Regions from separate parts of the Mus musculus genome. Here region 1 is linked to region 2. The links are chromatin contacts, called in public Hi-C maps. All regions are on one chromosome and are shown on one strand. Each heading gives the region's core, a stretch centred on a gene start, on an enhancer-like site or on the middle of the called end of the contact. The rest is flanking DNA. Distances are from core to core; before and after follow the strand shown.

Region 1 (3,181 bases), core at 360-2,859, 4.8 Mb before region 2:
TGGGGTTTGTTTATTTTTACTAAGGGTTGAAATTGGGGCCTTGGCTGTGCTCAGCAAGCACTGACCACTGAGGCCCTCCTCAGGTACTCGTTCATTTTTAAGTTCTTATTTTTTAAGGTGTCTGTGTGTATTGTGTATGTTCTCTCTGTGTGTATATATGTTTCTCTCTCTCTTTCTCGCTGTGTGTATGTGTAGGTGTGTGTAGGTGTGTGTGTGTGTGTGTGTGTGTGTGTGTGTGTGTGTGTGTTTACTTGAATAACCACAGAGGCCGGAAGGAGTCATCAAGTCCCCTGGGGCTGGAATTGTAAGCAGCTGTTAGCCACCCCATATGGATGGTGGGAACAGAATGCTACTCCTCTACTAAAACAGGATGGACTCTTAACTATGAGACATCTTTTAAGCCCTTCTCCCTTTTTATTTTTGAGAATTCTCTCACTAAATTTCCAAGATGACCATGAATTTGTAATCATTCCATTATATAGGTGGGATCGCAGGCAAGTGCCAACAGGTCTTCTTTTCTTTGACCCCCAGAAAAGGTCTTATTGTGTATAACCCTGGCTGCCCTGGAACTCATTATATAGATCAGGCTGGTCTAAAACCCACAGATGCCTGCCTCTGCTTCCCAAGGGTTGGTGTTAAAGGTTAATTAACAAACCAAAATAACTTGCTGGCTATCCTTCGTTCCTTGGGTGATTACATGGTGTTTACTGCGGGCTGGGGAAATGACTCAGTGCTTATGAGAGAGCGCTTACTGCTCTTCCTAGAGGACCAGAGTTCGGTTCCCAGAACTCAAGACAGGCAGCTCACAGCTGCCTGGAACTCCAGTTCCGGATTTGATATTCTCTTCCAGCCTCTGCAGGGCCTGAATACACACACAAACGCTTAAAAATTTTTTTTGGTTTGTTTTTTTTTTTTTAATTGGTCAAAACTTTTCTGGATTCCTTCATCCTGTCAGACTCAATACTGGAGTTAGGAATTGCATAGATTTTTTTTTTTTTTTTTTTTGGTAGGCAGTAGATAGGTAAATCGAATTTGAGGATACAAGTGTTTGTAGCAGTTGCATAAACACAGTGCAATGGGAAACAGGAAGTTAAAATGTGGTTAACGATGCTGACACACTTTTTAAGTGATTATGCTTGGACTGACATATCCACAGTAGTGTATGCACTCATGAGTGTCTGTTATGTGTTCGAGGCAGTGTCACTACGTAGTAGCTATGTTGCCCACGTTGGCCTGGAAATTGCAGTTCAGATCTTAGCATGAGTGTGCCCCTTGTAAACAGCACTGGGAGGTGAAGCAATAGAGTTTATTAGCCTGAGCTCCACAGCGAATTGCTGTCATCCTTTTTCAAACCGTAACAACAAAAACAAATCAAAAACCCAAATATACAAAAGAAAGAGAGCAGAAGAGGGGGTAAATTACAGCTCTCCTGCCTCACACTGGAGTGTTGCTGCCAGGCGAGTGCAGAGAGCTTACAGCTGTTCCGGAAGCTGCTGCGAAGGTAGCCAACTCTATTGGATAACCAACCTTTCCATTTCTGTGGCGCCTACAAGTCCCAGAACACACCGCGGGGCGCGGAGGCGGGGCAGCATGAAGACTGAGTTCTTTGATTGGTGATGAGCACCAGGCCAATCGGAGGTGCTGTTGTTTGTCAGTCCCGGAGCCGGTCCGCAGAGGGAAGGAGGCAAGATGGTGTTGGAGAGCACTATGGTTTGGTGAGGAGCTTCGGACGTGGCTGGGGGGCGCGTCTGGGTTGTTGGTGCGCGTGGCGCCGAAACCCGAGGGCCTGGGCTGGGGACTGGGTCGCCGGGCGAGATGTGGCTTCGGGGCCCGCGGGACTCTGGCAGACGACTCCCTGAGTCATCCCGGCCCAGGAACGCAGGCCCGGGAACTCCTGTTCCCTTCCCTGAATTTCAGGTCTCCCATAAAGCAGAGGCCAACTGCCCCCTCCACTCGCCTCCAAGTTTTTCTTTTCTCTGTACTTTATCGCATGTAAACCTCACAACCGCATTCTTGGAAAATAGTCCTTGTCTCATAATGAGTCGGAAGGACTTTAGGGGATCCGCTGTAGTCACACAGCAAATTAAGAGGCCGTGATAAGCAGGATGAACTAGGTTTTATCAGGTTTATACTTGGGATGAGTACCTATTAAGAGTTAGATTAGAAACTGAGGACAAGAAAATAAATAGAAAGCTGAGAACATATTTTTTTTCAGGGCTACAAGAGGACTTTGTTTTGTGTTTTCTGGGAATTGAATCCAGAGCATTGTGAACGCTGGGAACGTGCTCTACCAATGAGCCTCATCACACACCTGGATTGCATTTATTATTTGTCATCATTATTGTTTTAGATGGAGCTTTGACACTGTAGCTCAGACTGGCTTTGAAGTCGCTATTTGAGAAGATGCACAGGTTGGCCTTGAACTTGGAATGAGTATGTAGGATTAAAAACTTGAGTCACTAGGCCCATGTTTTCATTTGGAGATTGGCTAGCACTGCCACCTAAATGCAGGATGGCTTAAGCTTGGTTTCCTGCACTTGGAGGATGAGACAGGGAGTTTTCATGATCAGGACTACCTAGCAAGGTTCTGTCTCAAAATAAGACTACCAGAATGCCCAGTTAAATTTGAATTTCAAGCAAATCATGAGTGATTTTTTAGTATGAAAGGGAATTTTAAGTCCAACCCAAATATTGCTCTTACAAGTTACTTGTTGGGGCCGGGCAGTAGTGGCACACACCTTTAATCCCAGCACTTGGGCAGCAGAGGCAGGTGGATCTCTTAGGGGTTGAGGCCAGCCTGGTCTATAGAGCAAGTTCTAGGACATGCAGAGAAGCCCTGTCTCAAAAGGTGGTAAAATAAAACAAAAACAACAACAAAATAGTTACTTGTTGAGGGTGGTGAGATGGTTGGGTGGGTAAGAGCACAGAGTTTGGTTCCAAGCACCCATGTTGTTTGCTGCTGCCTTCTTTTTTTTTTTTTTTTTTTTTGGTTTTTCGAGACAGGGTTTCTCTGTGTAGCCCTGGCTGTCCTGGAGCTCACTTTGTAGACCAGGCTGGCCTCGAACTCAGAAATCCGCCTGCCTCTGCCTCCCGAGCGCTGGGATTAAAGGTGTGCGCCACCACGCCCCTCGCTGCTGCCTTCTTGACAGGACCAGAAGATCAGTGCCTTTGATCTCTGTAG
Region 2 (3,349 bases), core at 43-2,542:
GATTTTTAGGGCATCTCTCCCACCCCAAATACATATGCAAGCAGGCAAAATACCTATATACATAAAATGAAACAGACCAAAAAAAAAAAAATGATTTGAGCATAACCTAAGAGTCTGGGAAGAAAGGAAGAAAGACACATTAATGGCATGCTTTTGGTTTGGTTTGGTTTGGTTTGGTTTGGTTTTTCGAGAAAGGGTTTCTCTATGTAGCCCTCCCTGGCTGTCCTGGAACTCACTCTGTAGACTAGGATGGCCTCGAACTCAGAAATCCTCCTGCCTCTGCCTCCCAAGTGCTGGGAATAAAGGTGTGCACCACCACTGCCCAGCCATTAATGGAATGCTTACCAAAACAACAAACAAACAACCCAAATACTCACAATCTGGAAGTTAGAACACGGAGTACACTCTTCAGTCACCACAAACTCTTCTGCCAACCAACATGGCGAAGTTGAAGTGCTCACTAAAAGGAGAGAGAGAAAAACGGCCAGCCGAAGACCATTCAAAAAACATTTCTCTCAAAGGCTCTGCCCATCTAGCTTCCCAACACAGTGCTTGCCCTCATTCCATGTGGCACCTTATTTTTCTGTGTTCTGGGTATACTAAAAAGACATTAGAAACAAGCCATAGAGGTACAGGGTTCTCGGGCAATCACCCACCTGATAGCTTCTCCTCGCGCACCGGAGCCTCTGCCTCGCTGCAGGAAGGGGAAGGGGGTAAGAACAACAGTGAGCTCGCAGAAGACAGCGCATACCCACTTTGGACGTCTGTGGATGAGGTGTCCTGGTTTCTGGGGCGTAGACTATGGGGTTCGCCTGCGATCTCCTTTCCTCTCCCCAGTACCCACTTACCAGAGTTTTAAGGTGAAAGCGCACAGCAGCCAACAGAGGTGGCCGGCCCGGGGGAGGCCACGCCTCCCCGCGCCCGCGAGCATGGAGCGGTCAGGGTCGCACCTGTTGCAGCAGACCTCCCTGAGGTTCCAGCTCCGAGCAGCCAGATGCCAGAGTTCTCAGTCTGGGCCAACTAGAGCGCTATAGGAACGGCCTCGTGACCACAGCGAGAATAATCCATGCGGGTGTCTTGCTAGAAGCACGAGGTCTTTGTGGGGACGCAGGCGTCCGGGAAAGGGGTACGCGGGTCCGGACCTAGTGCCCGTGCCCCTCGGCCTCGGTCTCGGGAGCGGCCATCTTGCTCGCGGAGGCTCCTGGTCCCGGCACTGGCGACGCCGACTCTTCCCGGGTGCTCTCGTCTGTTTGCTGCTGTTGTCGTTCCGGACTCGGTGGCAACTGCATCTCACTGCGTTTGCGCAGGATCACGCGACTCTTCAGCTGGGCGCCGCGCGGCAGTGTGGTCCTTGTAGTGTTTGCAGAGCCGGCGGGACCGGTGGTAGAGGCGATCTCATTTGTTCTGGGTTCGCTTCTCCCTGATAACACAGCTGCTTGTCTGTTTAGAACCAGGAGAGCCGGGAGGAATAAAAAGGGGCCAAATGCCGCTCTGTCTGTACTTGGGTCCTTCATCAAAACTTTGGGCTCACCATTAGGTGACACCCTCCCCATTTCTGGTTTAACACCCTGGCCATCCTTGACACCTTGGGTTCCGGAAATCTGATGGGAAGAGAAACTGCATCGCATTTGAAACTTGCTCTTGTCCCTGGACTCCCACCCGACTCTACGCAAATGAACGGTGTCTGTTTCCCCTTCTGTGAGTGTGAAACTGCTTCACAGAGCTATTCCTTTGAAAAACCTCAGTAGTTCTCACCTCGTCCTTGCTCCTACAAATAAGGAAATGATCTCAAGGCTAAGAGCACAGATTTTTAATATTTATTTGGTTGGTTGGTTGATACTTATATTTTTTAATTTTATGTTGCTGTTGTTGTTGTTATTATTTTGAGGAAGGGTTTCTCTGTGTAGTTCTCTCCTGGAACTTGTTTTGTAGACCAAGCTGGCTTCAAGACCCAAGAGCTGGGATTAAAGGCCTGTCACCTCTTTACCTGATTAGAGCGTAGAGATTTTAAATTGAAAGTATTATTGGAATTAGATTTAGGAGCTTGTCAGCGACTCGATTGGTGGTGTGGTGGCTCAAGCCTTTAGTCCTAGTACTCAGGAGGTAGGTAGAGTTTGAGACCAGCCTTGAAAACATAGCAAGTTTCAGGCCAGCCAGAATTAGATGATGACAGAATTGAATTTCTGTCCAGAAAGAAACAAAGGAAGGAAGAAAGAAAAAAAAAAGAAAGAAAGAAGAAAGAGAGAGAGAAAAAAATCTGTTCTTCTGAAGAGGTGGCTCAGTAGTTAAGAGTCTAGATGGTCTTCCAGAGGATCCAGGTTTGATTCCCAGCGCCCACAGGGACTCAAACCTACAGTTAGTTGCAGGAGGTTACACACTCTCTTTTGGACACCACCGGTACCAGACATGCACAGGATGTACACCAAAGCACACACACAAACACACACACACACACACACACGAAATAATTTTTTTTTTTTTTTTGAGACAGGGTTTCTCTGTGTAGTCCTGGCTGTCCTGGAACTCACTTTGTAGACCAGGCTGGCCTCGAACTCAGAAATCCACCTGTCTCTACCTCCCAAGTGCTGGGATTAAAGGCATGCGCCACCACTGCCCGGCGAAATAATTTTTTTAATAAAAAAATTCTTCCCTGGGATGTGACTAAGATGTTAATCTTGCTGGGCATGGTGGCACAGCCCTTGAATGCCAGCACTCAGGGGGCAGAGGCAGGTAGATCTTTGAGTTTGATGCCAGCCTGGTTTACAGAGTAAGTTCCAGGACCACTAGGGCTAATCAGAGAAACCATGTTTAGAAAAACAAAACAAGAAGCTGGTATTTTCCTTGGGGGTCACTGTCTTTTTGCTGCTTGAATTTAAGGCAGGGTCTTAATGTGGAGCACTGGTTGCCCTTCAGCCTGTAGCAGCTCTGCCTTTGCCTCCTACATGTCGACTCCAGAGTAAACAAGACCCTATCTCAAAAACTAAGTAAATCAATGAAGTAAAAAGAAATAAATAATTCCAGATTTGAGGTAGACCAAATGTGCCAAAGTTTATCTAGAGCCTAGCGTTAGTGGCACATTCCTTTAATTCCAGCATTTGGAAGGCAGAGGCAAGTGGATCTCTGAGTTCAAGGCCAGCCTCCTCTACAGAGCAAATTCCAAGACAGCCAAGAGCTGCACAGAGAAACCTTGTTGGAAGGGAGGGAAGGGAGGGAAGGAAGGAGAGGGGAGGGAGGGAGGGAGGGAGGGAGGGAGGGAGGAAGGAAGGAAGGAAGGAAGGAAGGAAGGAACTTTACTGAGGCAGTATCTCACAGGGCTACAGCTGTGTCGTTTTGGAAGTTAACCTGATTT

Evidence for each region. A called contact is a pair of places that touch in the nucleus more often than the background predicts.
Region 1: a Hi-C map of B cells shows a contact between it and region 2, with 5 read pairs. The contact joins the promoter of Psmd4 here to the promoter of Jtb in region 2. A contact is called at or near these places in 1 of 39 promoter capture datasets (cranial neural crest) and 1 of 484 Hi-C or Micro-C datasets (B cells).

Annotation. Positions count from the first base shown.
Region 1 is chr3:95,041,042-95,044,222 of GRCm38.p6, reverse strand. It overlaps Psmd4 (proteasome (prosome, macropain) 26S subunit, non-ATPase, 4), which reads left to right and starts at 1,609. Exons shown (of 10, transcript NM_008951.2): 1 at 1,609-1,715. The coding sequence starts at 1,690.
Region 2 is chr3:90,229,540-90,232,888 of GRCm38.p6, reverse strand. It overlaps Jtb (jumping translocation breakpoint), which reads right to left and starts at 1,292. Exons shown (of 5, transcript NM_206924.2): 1 at 849-1,292; 2 at 657-694; 3 at 378-460. The coding sequence starts at 931.